Regions from separate parts of the Sus scrofa genome. Here region 2 is linked to region 1. The links are chromatin contacts, called in public Hi-C maps. All regions are on one chromosome and are shown on one strand. Each heading gives the region's core, a stretch centred on a gene start, on an enhancer-like site or on the middle of the called end of the contact. The rest is flanking DNA. Distances are from core to core; before and after follow the strand shown.

Region 1 (4,620 bases), core at 833-3,332:
GACACGATGTGAGGGAGGCCAGCAGGGACCTCCAAGTCACCTCTAGCAGTGGCAACAGAAATGTAACCTTGGATTTCCTGAACAGCTTAAGTTCATCCACTTACTGGCTTTTCCCATTTATCACCCCCACCCCCAACCCCCCAACCCTTTCCCCTTAACTCCTGGCGATCTGTGCCACCCAAACGGGATGTCACTTCCTCAGGGAGACCTGCGCTGGCCCTCTGGACCTAGCTCGCCCTCTGTCCCACTATTTAAATTGCTGAGGTAAAAAATAAATTAAATAGAATGTTTGTGGTATCCTGCCTTGGGCTCTGGAGTCCAGCACACAGGGATTTACAACCAGGCTCTGGGACTCTAAGCAAGCCACATACCTCTGGGTCTGTGTAAACACCTGTAAAACTGAGTTGGCAGGTGTAATCTTCTCACAGCATCCCCGAGAGGCAGCTGTGTAGGAACCAACCCATGGAAATTGATCTGCATGGTACCTGGTTCACAGCGGGTACAATAAACACTAACTACTCTCTCTCTCTTATTTTAGGGCTGCACCCACAGCATATAGGGGTCAAATTGGAGCTGCAGCTGCTGGTCTACACCACAGCCACAGCCATGCCAGAGACGAGCTGTGTCTGTGACCTACACCATAGCATGCAGTAATGACAGATCCTTAACCCACTGAGTGAGGCCAGGGATCGAACCCAAATCCTTGTGGATACTAGCTAGATTCGAAACGTGCTGAGCCACAATAGGAACTCTTAGCTACTCATTTGATTCAAGGAACTGGGCTGTCTTGTTCACTGGCATGCTCCCCTCCCCACCCCTCTCCGGCTCAGTGCCTAGCACATATTGCAGGAAATATTATTATTCCCATGTTATAGATGAGGAAAGAGAGGCCAAGGGACTTGCCCAAGATCACACGGGTGAGAGGCATAGCTAGGATGGGAATCCAGAGCTGGGGGGGGGGGGTTGTGGGGGAGAAGCCCAGAAACTTCTGCACCTCTCCCTCCTCCAGTACCGCACTCCTCAAAGCCCCTCACCAGCGGAGCTTTCTCTTCTGTCTCCTGGAGGCCCAGCCGCAGGAGGCTCAGGTCTACCTCCAGAGAGCCGTTGGTGTAGAAGCCAAAGCTGTTCAGCTGGATGTCGGCTCGCTTCTCCCCCTGCCGGCGATGAAGGAGACAGAAGCAGCTGAGACTTCCCACTAGCCCAGCCCCAGAGTTGTGGCACGAGGTTTCCCCAAGGGCTGTGGTCACCTCCTGGTATGCCTAGATTTAGGACGGGTCCAAAGGGTGACAGAAGAGGCTGAGAGGGCCACCCCTGGAGGCTGTGACCCCAATCTCAGGAAGGGACAGAGTGGCCCCGGATCCTCTGGCCACTTTTCAGAGTCTAGGAAGAGAAAGTCTGGGACCCCTGGAAGTCCCTCCACTGGATGAGTACCACCCGGAGAGCAGAGTTACGAATCTTGGAGTGCCTGGCCCTCACCTCCCAGAAAATTTTTTGATTCCAGCTGAGCCCCTAGAGTGCAGAGATTTCAACTGAGCCTCCAAGATCTCGATAAGTACTCAGAGGACTCCAGTCTAGAACCCCCAGGGACTTCCCTGGGCGGTGTTAAGGGCCCCTGGCGCCCCCAAATGGATCCCCAGAATTTACAGGGCTCTGAGTCCTGGGTCCCCGGAGATGAAGCCCCGCCCCAAGCCGTGGGCGGGGCACGACCCCCTCACAGCCGGCCAGGCAACTCCAAAGGGAGGATTGAGGGGGATCCTCGGACGAGGCCACTTCGGGCCTGGACGCGGGGGGCGCCGGACCGCTCCATCCCGTGTAAGGAGCGGGGGAGGTAGGACGAGACCACTCCAAGCCAGGGGCTTCTCCAGGCTAAAGCTGCGTCCCCCACTCAAGACTGCTGCGCGGCAGGACTCACCGTCAGCGTCAGCCGGTGGATGCGCCCAGAGCAGCCTCCTAACAGCAGCAGCAGAAAGAGCCGCTGGCCCCACTCCGCGGGTCTCCCGCGGGCGAGCCCCCTCCTCTCGCTCACTGCCATCTCTGGAGCCACCGCCTCCCCTGATACCGCCTCTGACGCCTCCAGGCCCGCCTACCGGTGAACCAATCGCCGTACGGTGGGGGCCGACTCTTTGGCATTTTCGGCCCGCTCAACCAATCATCGATCTTCTCCTCTCGAGGCCGCCCCCTTTACGACACCAAATGGACAGCACCGGTTCCGAATGGGAATGCTGATGTCAGTTAATCCCGCCTCCACTCTCACCAATCACTAGAAGGATTGTCCCTGATGTAATTTGATAAACAGACCCTCCAACCAATTGTGATGGATCTGATATCCGGCCCCCAAAGGGGAATTCCTCCATCCACCCTTAACTGACTGACCAGTTCAGAACTACATTACCCAAAACGGAGGGGTAGCAGACGGCTCATTGGGAGCCTTCAATAAACTACATTTCCCAGTATCCCTAAGGACGGACTTCCCCTTTGTACCCCAGGGATGTGGCTCCCAGCCAAAGTTCAGGCTTTTGGTAAACACATGCATTTGCTGAAGCCTATCTTCTCTCCTAATCTTCCTGATCCACGGAGAGGCCAAAACCTAGCCCCAAGCTAAATCTTGACCCTTGGGTGACCTATGATCCCAGGCTGAATTCCCAGCCTTAGGTGGACGCTTCTATCCTGGAGTGAGGCAACTGGAGGCTCACCCCCAGGTTCCAGGCTAGTCTTGTCTCAGGCTGAGCCCTGACCTCAGCCTGAAACCCTGACTCCCCCACCCGTTTTTACCCTCAACCTATACCTGGTTGAGCTTCCACCTGGACTGAGCTCTGACCTCAGATTAGGACTAACCCCTGACTTCAGATAAGGACTGATCCCTGGACCTCAGTCTGAATCTGAGGCCTTCATTTGGGTGGCTGACCCTTCTGCTAAGGCTCTGATCCCAGACCCTATCCCAACTGTGATGAGGACTTGAGATCAATCCCAATTTCAGTTAGAGGTTGAGACCCTACTCTCAGGCTGAGCAACTGAGTCCCAGATCCCAGGCCGAGGTCCTGACTGAGTTCCTGATCCTTTAACCTCTGGAACACAGGTCCACTTTACAATTTCAGGTTTTCTAACTCACAAGCCACCAGCAGGTGGGGCCAGGTCCCCGTAGAGCCATCTGTCCCAGTGTGGGCTCCTGGAGCTATCCTCCTGGGCTTCCCACCTGTGTACAGGGAGCCTGCGGACTCAGAGCCTAACCTGCCCTGGGGGCTCGGGGCCCCCAGCCCCAGCAGGGCGGCTGTCACCTCTGTAGCCAAAGAGAAAGCACCTAAAGCAGGAGAGGATGAAAGAGGTTGCTGCAGAGATTTCTCCCCTTTTATCCCAGTGCCTCAAAGGAATTAACAAGGTGTGAACAGACTTTTATGAGAGGCGACGGACTTCCAAGCCCCAGGGCAAGGGGGTTGGAGGGGAGAAAGGAGACATTGTCGGAATCCTAGGATTTGGAGACTTTTAAACCTGATTGGGCCTTAATGCATGCGACTGGAAAATGGGCAGGTGCAAGTACGAACCGAACCGGACAGCAGATGGGGAAAGGCTTGGGCCCAGCGCCCCAAGGACAACCCGTCCTCAGTTTCCCGGCGCAGACTTTGGAGAGAGAGGCAGGATGCGGTGGGGGCGCTAATGGACCCGGTCTTGGCCGAGGCACATCCTAGGCAGGATCGAAATCCTCCCATCCGCTCTGCGGCCGGAGGGACTAGGCCATTAGTGGGACAAGCATAGCCGTCTGGAGCCGGGCCGGCCCGCAAGAGCCGGGTGACCTCAAGTTCTCCCTGCGACGGGGTCGAGGAAGGACCTCGTGAGTTGGGATTTTAGTGTCTTGGCCCTTTAAGGAATAGTTGAAAGAAAAGAGGAAAGGAAAAACAGACTAGGGCGGGGGCAAGGGTTGGGAGGACAAGAGGGTCCCAGGGGATTTGGAAAATGGGTGGGGGTCCTTTAAAGGGGTCGGTCCAGTGGCGTCGGGTGGCGACGGTCCTTTAAGAGGGGGCGGGGCGTCCTTCGGGCCCCGCCTCCTTGTGAGCCCCCACCTTCCGTGGGCTATGCGGGGGCTCCGTGCGGGGGCGTGGCTGAGTCTATGGGGGCGTGACGGAGTCTGGAGTGGGCGTGGCCTTAGCGGGGCGGGGCCGGGCTCACCGCCCTGGGCTGAGTCTCCCGGCCGCTTACGGCGGACGGCGGGCGGCGGGCGTCGGGCGGCGGGGACCGGGTGCGGCGGTTGCGTCGGCATAGGCGAGAGCAGCATGGATTGGGGCACCGAACTGTGGGTGAGTCCGATCCTCCCTGCTCCAAGTTCTTCCCTTCCTGGGGTCCAGACCCCCGCTTTGCCCCCTGCAGTACCCCAGCGGGGATTCTGCGCTTTCCCTTCCACCGACCCCTGGAAACCCCGCTCTCCGCCCTCATTCGGAGTTTCCCAGGGCGTTTCGGGACTCCGGGGAGCAGAGGGCCACCTTGCAGGAGCGGCGTAGGGAAACTGAGGTACGGGGTTGAATCAGGAGGGCAAAAGAAGTTCTAGGACCAGGCCGGGGCGGCTGGGAGAGGTCACCTATTTTGAGCGCCCTGGCTGGGCCGGCGGCTTATCTTACGGCCCCTGGGTCC
Region 2 (4,620 bases), core at 1,353-3,852, 290 kb before region 1:
CATGCCAGATCTGAACCTTGTTTGAGACATAAACCATAGTTCATAGCAACGCCAGATCTTTAATCCACTGAGTGAAGCTGGGATCGAACCCACATTCTCGTGGATACTAGTTGGATTCGCTACCACTGAGCCACGAAGGGAACTCCCGGCCAGGTTTTAAAGGCAGGGCTGACAGGCATAGTATGAGATTTGAGAGAGAAAGTAATCTCCAAAAACTACAAGGCCCAAGGCAGCTAGAAAGATGAGATATTTTTCCCTGATGAAACCAGGAGAGCTAGAAGGAGAGGCAGGATGGGCCAAGAGCAGGGGTTGATGTCTGATGAGCCTCAGACATCCCAGGGGATGGGTAAGTCTGGGGTCAGGGTTGGGAATAAAAATGCAGGAGGCTCTGGCATTTGGCACAGTGATCACTAGTGGCGCTAAATATCAATTCAGTGCTGCAGGGGCCAGAAGCCAGATTGGAGTGGACCCAGAGAGACGGGGTGGGAAAATATCGGAGCTGGACAAATCTTTCGAGGAATTTTGCTGTCGAGGAGAGCAGAAAACATGGGTCTGTCTTTGAAGAGTACTGAGGTCAATGTTTTGTTTTTTTTAAATTCAGAGGACTTTTTAATTTGGCTTCATTCATTGGTTACATTTGGCTGAACTTTGCATTCCACACAACTTAAAATACACACAAAAGCAGAGAAACTAGGATAATGAGTCTCAAGTACCCATTGCACCAAGTCAACAATGACCAGCTCAAGGCTGATTGTGATTCTTCGATCCCCTCCGGCCCCCAGCCCTGGATTGCTTTGAAGCAAATCCCAGCTTTTCATTTCATCTATTTCAGTATGTATTTCTGAAGGATAAGGAATATTTATTTCTCAAAAAACTGAAAACAGAACTACCACAACTACCACATGACCCAGCAATTCCACTCCTGGGTATATACCCACAACAAAAACACTAATTAGAAAAGATACATGCACCCCTATATTCACAGTAGCATTATTTACAACAGCCGAGATATGGAAGCAGTCTAAGTTTCCAGTGTCCATCAACAGACAAATACATAAAGACGTGGTGTATATATAATGGAATACTACTTAGCCGCTAAAAAGAATGAAATTTTGTCATTTTCAGCAACATTGATGGACTTGGAGGGCATTATGCAAAGTGAATTAAGTCAGAGAGACAAATACTGTATGATATCACTTCCATGTGGAATCTAAAATATACAACAAACTAGAGAATAAAACAAAAAAGAAACTGACTTAAAGAGAACAAACTAGTGGTTACCAGTGGGGAGGAGGAGGGGGGTGGGGCAAGACAGGGGAGGGAGAAAAGGGGGTTATTATGGGATTATGTAAAATCATGTGTGTGTGTGTGAAAATTTGGAAATTGTAAAGCACTACAGAATTTAAAGAATCTTTCAGGAGTTCCCAGTCATGGCTCAGTGGAATCTGAGTAGCATCCATGAGGACAAAGGTTCAATCTCTGACCTTGCACAGTGGGTTAAGGATCGACATTGATGAGCTGTGGTGTAAGTCGAAGATACAGCTCAGACCCCACGTTGCTGTGGCTGTGCTTGTGGTGTAGGCCAGCAGCTACAGCTCGAATTCAACCCCTAGTCTGGGAACCTCCATATGCCGCGGGTGCCCCCGCTAAAAAGATAAATAAATAAATAAGCAAACAAACAATAAAGAATCTTTCATTCAAAAAAAGTTAATTGCAAATAAGTAAATAAAAGGAATTTTTAAAATGACAACCACAATACCATTTTCAAGCCTAAAAAAGGAAAAATACTTACCACGGGTGAATATTCAGCCAATGTCCAAATTTCCCCCGTTGTCTATTTTTTAGTTTGTTCCAATCAGAATCAAACTAAGGTCCATACATCACCACTGGTGGATAGATCTCTAAGTGTCCTGTAACTGCAGGTTTCCCGTTAATTTCTCAATCTCTCCCTATTTTTCTTCTCTTTCCTTGAAATTCACTTGTTGGAGAAGCAGGGTCCTTTGTCCTGTGGACTTTCCCACTTTCTGGTTTTTGTTGATTGGGTCCTGTCCTTGATATTTCCAGTGTATGAATCTAGACAAGTGTGATGGGATTCAGGTTCTGCTTTTTGGCAAGTGATCTGCCAGCAGGAGGCACATTAAATCCAGTTCCCCTCTTTTCAAGATGTTAGGAGCTGTTTGGTCTCTGTCTATATCCACCAATAGTCCAATAGGGCTGCAAAATGGTGTCATGCCAATTCTGTCACTGAAGGAAGGGGATTTTTTGTTTATATCCTGCTTTTAAGATGGGAGCCAGCCCGTATGCGGGTGGGAATGACCCAGTAGAGAGGGGGTAACGGGACGTGCTTCGTTTTGACTTTTGGCTGAAACCCCTAACTCCACAAATCTGGCCCCAGCCCATAATCATAGGCTGGAGGTCATTCCCCTGACCCCTACATCTCAGCCCGACTGTACTCTACCCGCATCCTCCAGACCTGGCCGACTTCATAGCCTCGGCCCAATCCTTCTATGACCCCTGACCTCTGACCCCAAGCCAGATCTCGCCTTTGCCCCTTTCCCCCTCCCCGCCTCCGCCCCCTGAAGGACGGACAGCCAGTAGTCTGAGTTACAGCGGTCGATGGCGTCCAATAGGGCAGGAGAGGAGACGGGTTCTGGGGAGAGCCAACAGTTTGGGACGCCCAGCCGAGTAATAACCAGTAGCCTTGAGCGAGAGGCGGGACTCTAAGGGAAACCAATCACTGGAGGGACTCCAAGCAGCCACAGCCAATGGTTCTGGGGCTAGGGCGTGGCCCTGACCCCCCGCCGCTTCCAAGATCCGGCTACGGAACTATGGCAGGGGGCGGGCAGCTGGCGCTGCGAACGCTGTCTGGACACGGTTGGGTGAGGGGCTCGGGTCCGGCTCTCCTTAGCCGCCTGCGGGACGCCGCTGTGGTGCGGCCCGGCTTCCTGAGCGCGGCCGAAGAGGAGACACTGAGCCGCGAGTTGGAACCTGAGCTACGCCGTCGCCGATACGAATACGACCACTGGGACGCGGTGAGGCTGGCGGCGCTGGGGGGCCGGACTGCGGAGCTACGGAGGGGCGGAGCCTGGGGCGTTATGGGTGGGAAGAGTGGAGCGCTGGATGTTCAGGGCTACTGTTGTGGGCGGGACCTGGGGTGGGGGGCGGAGTCTTGAAGCTTGGAGGGGTTTAGGGGCACCTAAACAGTTTTGGAAAATGACAGCAAGGGCCAGAACTAAAGGCAGAACCTGGAACTAGGGGGTGTTTGGAGGACAGAACCAAAGTTAGGGACGGGGACGGGTGTGGAGCGAGATGATGGAAAGTCAGGGGCTGGGGTTGAAGACCAGGGAACTGGTGTTGGGTAGGATCAAACTGTGAATATCGGGGACTGGCCAGCAATGGGGCCGGGATCTGGGACTGAATTGAAGCCTCAGGGTGGATAGAAAGGACTGAGGCCAGCTAGATGGGGCAGGGGTTGGGTTTTGAGACCCAGGATCATCAGGTTGATAGGGTCAAGGTTGTGAATTGAGGGTGGGGTCAAGTGTTCTGCTGGGAAAACCAGCCCTTTGCTTTGTACTTCCACCAGCTTTTTCCTTCCCACCCCCAGCCCCAAACCCATACTTCAGTTTCCCTGTTCTCCCTGGAAGCTTCCAGCCTTGACTTTAGCTCTCTGGGCAGGCCATCCATGGCTTCCGAGAGACTGAGAAGTCACGCTGGTCAGAGGCAAGCAGGGTCATCCTGCAGCGTGTGCAGGCGGCCGCTTTTGGCCCTGGCCAGAGCCTGCTCTCCTCAGTGCACGTGCTGGACCTGGAACCTCGGGGCTACATCAAGCCACACGTAGACAGCATCAAGGTGGGCAGAGACCCGTGCCTTAGAGCTCCCAGCTGGGCGTGAGCCGGCCAAGCCAAAGATTGACTTACCCTCCATGTTCCCTCTTCCAGTTCTGCGGATCCACCATTGCCGGCCTGTCCCTGCTGTCTCCCAGTGTCATGCGGCTGGTGCACACTCAGGAGCCAGGGGAGTGGCTGGAACTCCTGCTGGAGCCAGGCTCCCTCTACATTCTTAGGTACCGGCACCCAAGGAGCCCCCACCCTACCAGTAACTCCTGAGACACCCACCCAGCACTTTTGGTCATTCAGCCCTCACAGCAAACTCCACCCCCTATTGGCAGGCACTCTGCCTGGACTAGGGGCTGCCACCAGCCCACCCACCATACTGTTTTGTCTTGCAGGGACTCGGCCCGTTACGACTTCTCCCATGAGATCCTTCGGGATGAAGAATCCTTTTTTGGAGAGCGTCGGATTCCCCGAGGCCGACGCATCTCAGTGATCTGCCGCTCCCTCCCTGAGGGTATGGGATCAGGGGAGCCCCGGCAGCCACCCCCAGCCTGCTGACCTTCTCGAAGCTTCATAAGACACCTGTGTTTAGTGGATAAAGTTGGAGAATGGACAAGCTGGCCTTCCTGCCTGTTGGTGGGGGGCTGGAGTTGCAGGGGAAGCCCAGGACCCCACCACACCCACCAGGAGCTCCCCCAGCTCAACACATAGTCATGGGGCCAGAGGAGCAGTTTCCTTTATTGTGCCCCTTGCTGGCAGCCCCAGCCCACCTCCCCTTCTCTTCTCA

The links. Hi-C and Micro-C count contacts between places; a contact is called where the count stands out from the background.
Region 2: a contact with region 1 is called in a Hi-C map of liver, with 2.6 times the contacts expected there. The contact joins the promoter of ALKBH7 here to the promoter of GPR108 in region 1. A contact is called at or near these places in 3 of 47 Hi-C or Micro-C datasets (embryonic fibroblasts, heart right ventricle and liver) and 1 of 2 datasets of contacts at active chromatin or transcription factors (alveolar macrophages).

The regions. Positions count from the first base shown.
Region 1 is chr2:72,415,683-72,420,302 of Sscrofa11.1, reverse strand. It overlaps GPR108 (protein GPR108), which reads right to left and starts at 2,082. Exons shown (of 18, transcript XM_021083982.1): 1 at 1,913-2,082; 2 at 1,035-1,154. The coding sequence starts at 2,032. TRIP10 (cdc42-interacting protein 4) reads left to right here and starts at 4,157. Exons shown (of 15, transcript XM_005654730.3): 1 at 4,157-4,289. The coding sequence starts at 4,266.
Region 2 is chr2:72,701,906-72,706,525 of Sscrofa11.1, reverse strand. It overlaps ALKBH7 (alpha-ketoglutarate-dependent dioxygenase alkB homolog 7, mitochondrial), which reads left to right and starts at 2,602. Exons shown (of 3, transcript XM_013994719.2): 1 at 2,602-3,032; 2 at 3,939-4,063; 3 at 4,229-4,449. The coding sequence starts at 2,766. The coding sequence ends at 4,391. It overlaps ACER1 (alkaline ceramidase 1), which reads right to left and starts at 1,923. Exons shown (of 7, transcript XM_021083989.1): 1 at 1,793-1,923. PSPN (persephin) reads right to left here. Exons shown (of 1, transcript XM_021083991.1): 1 at 4,552-4,620.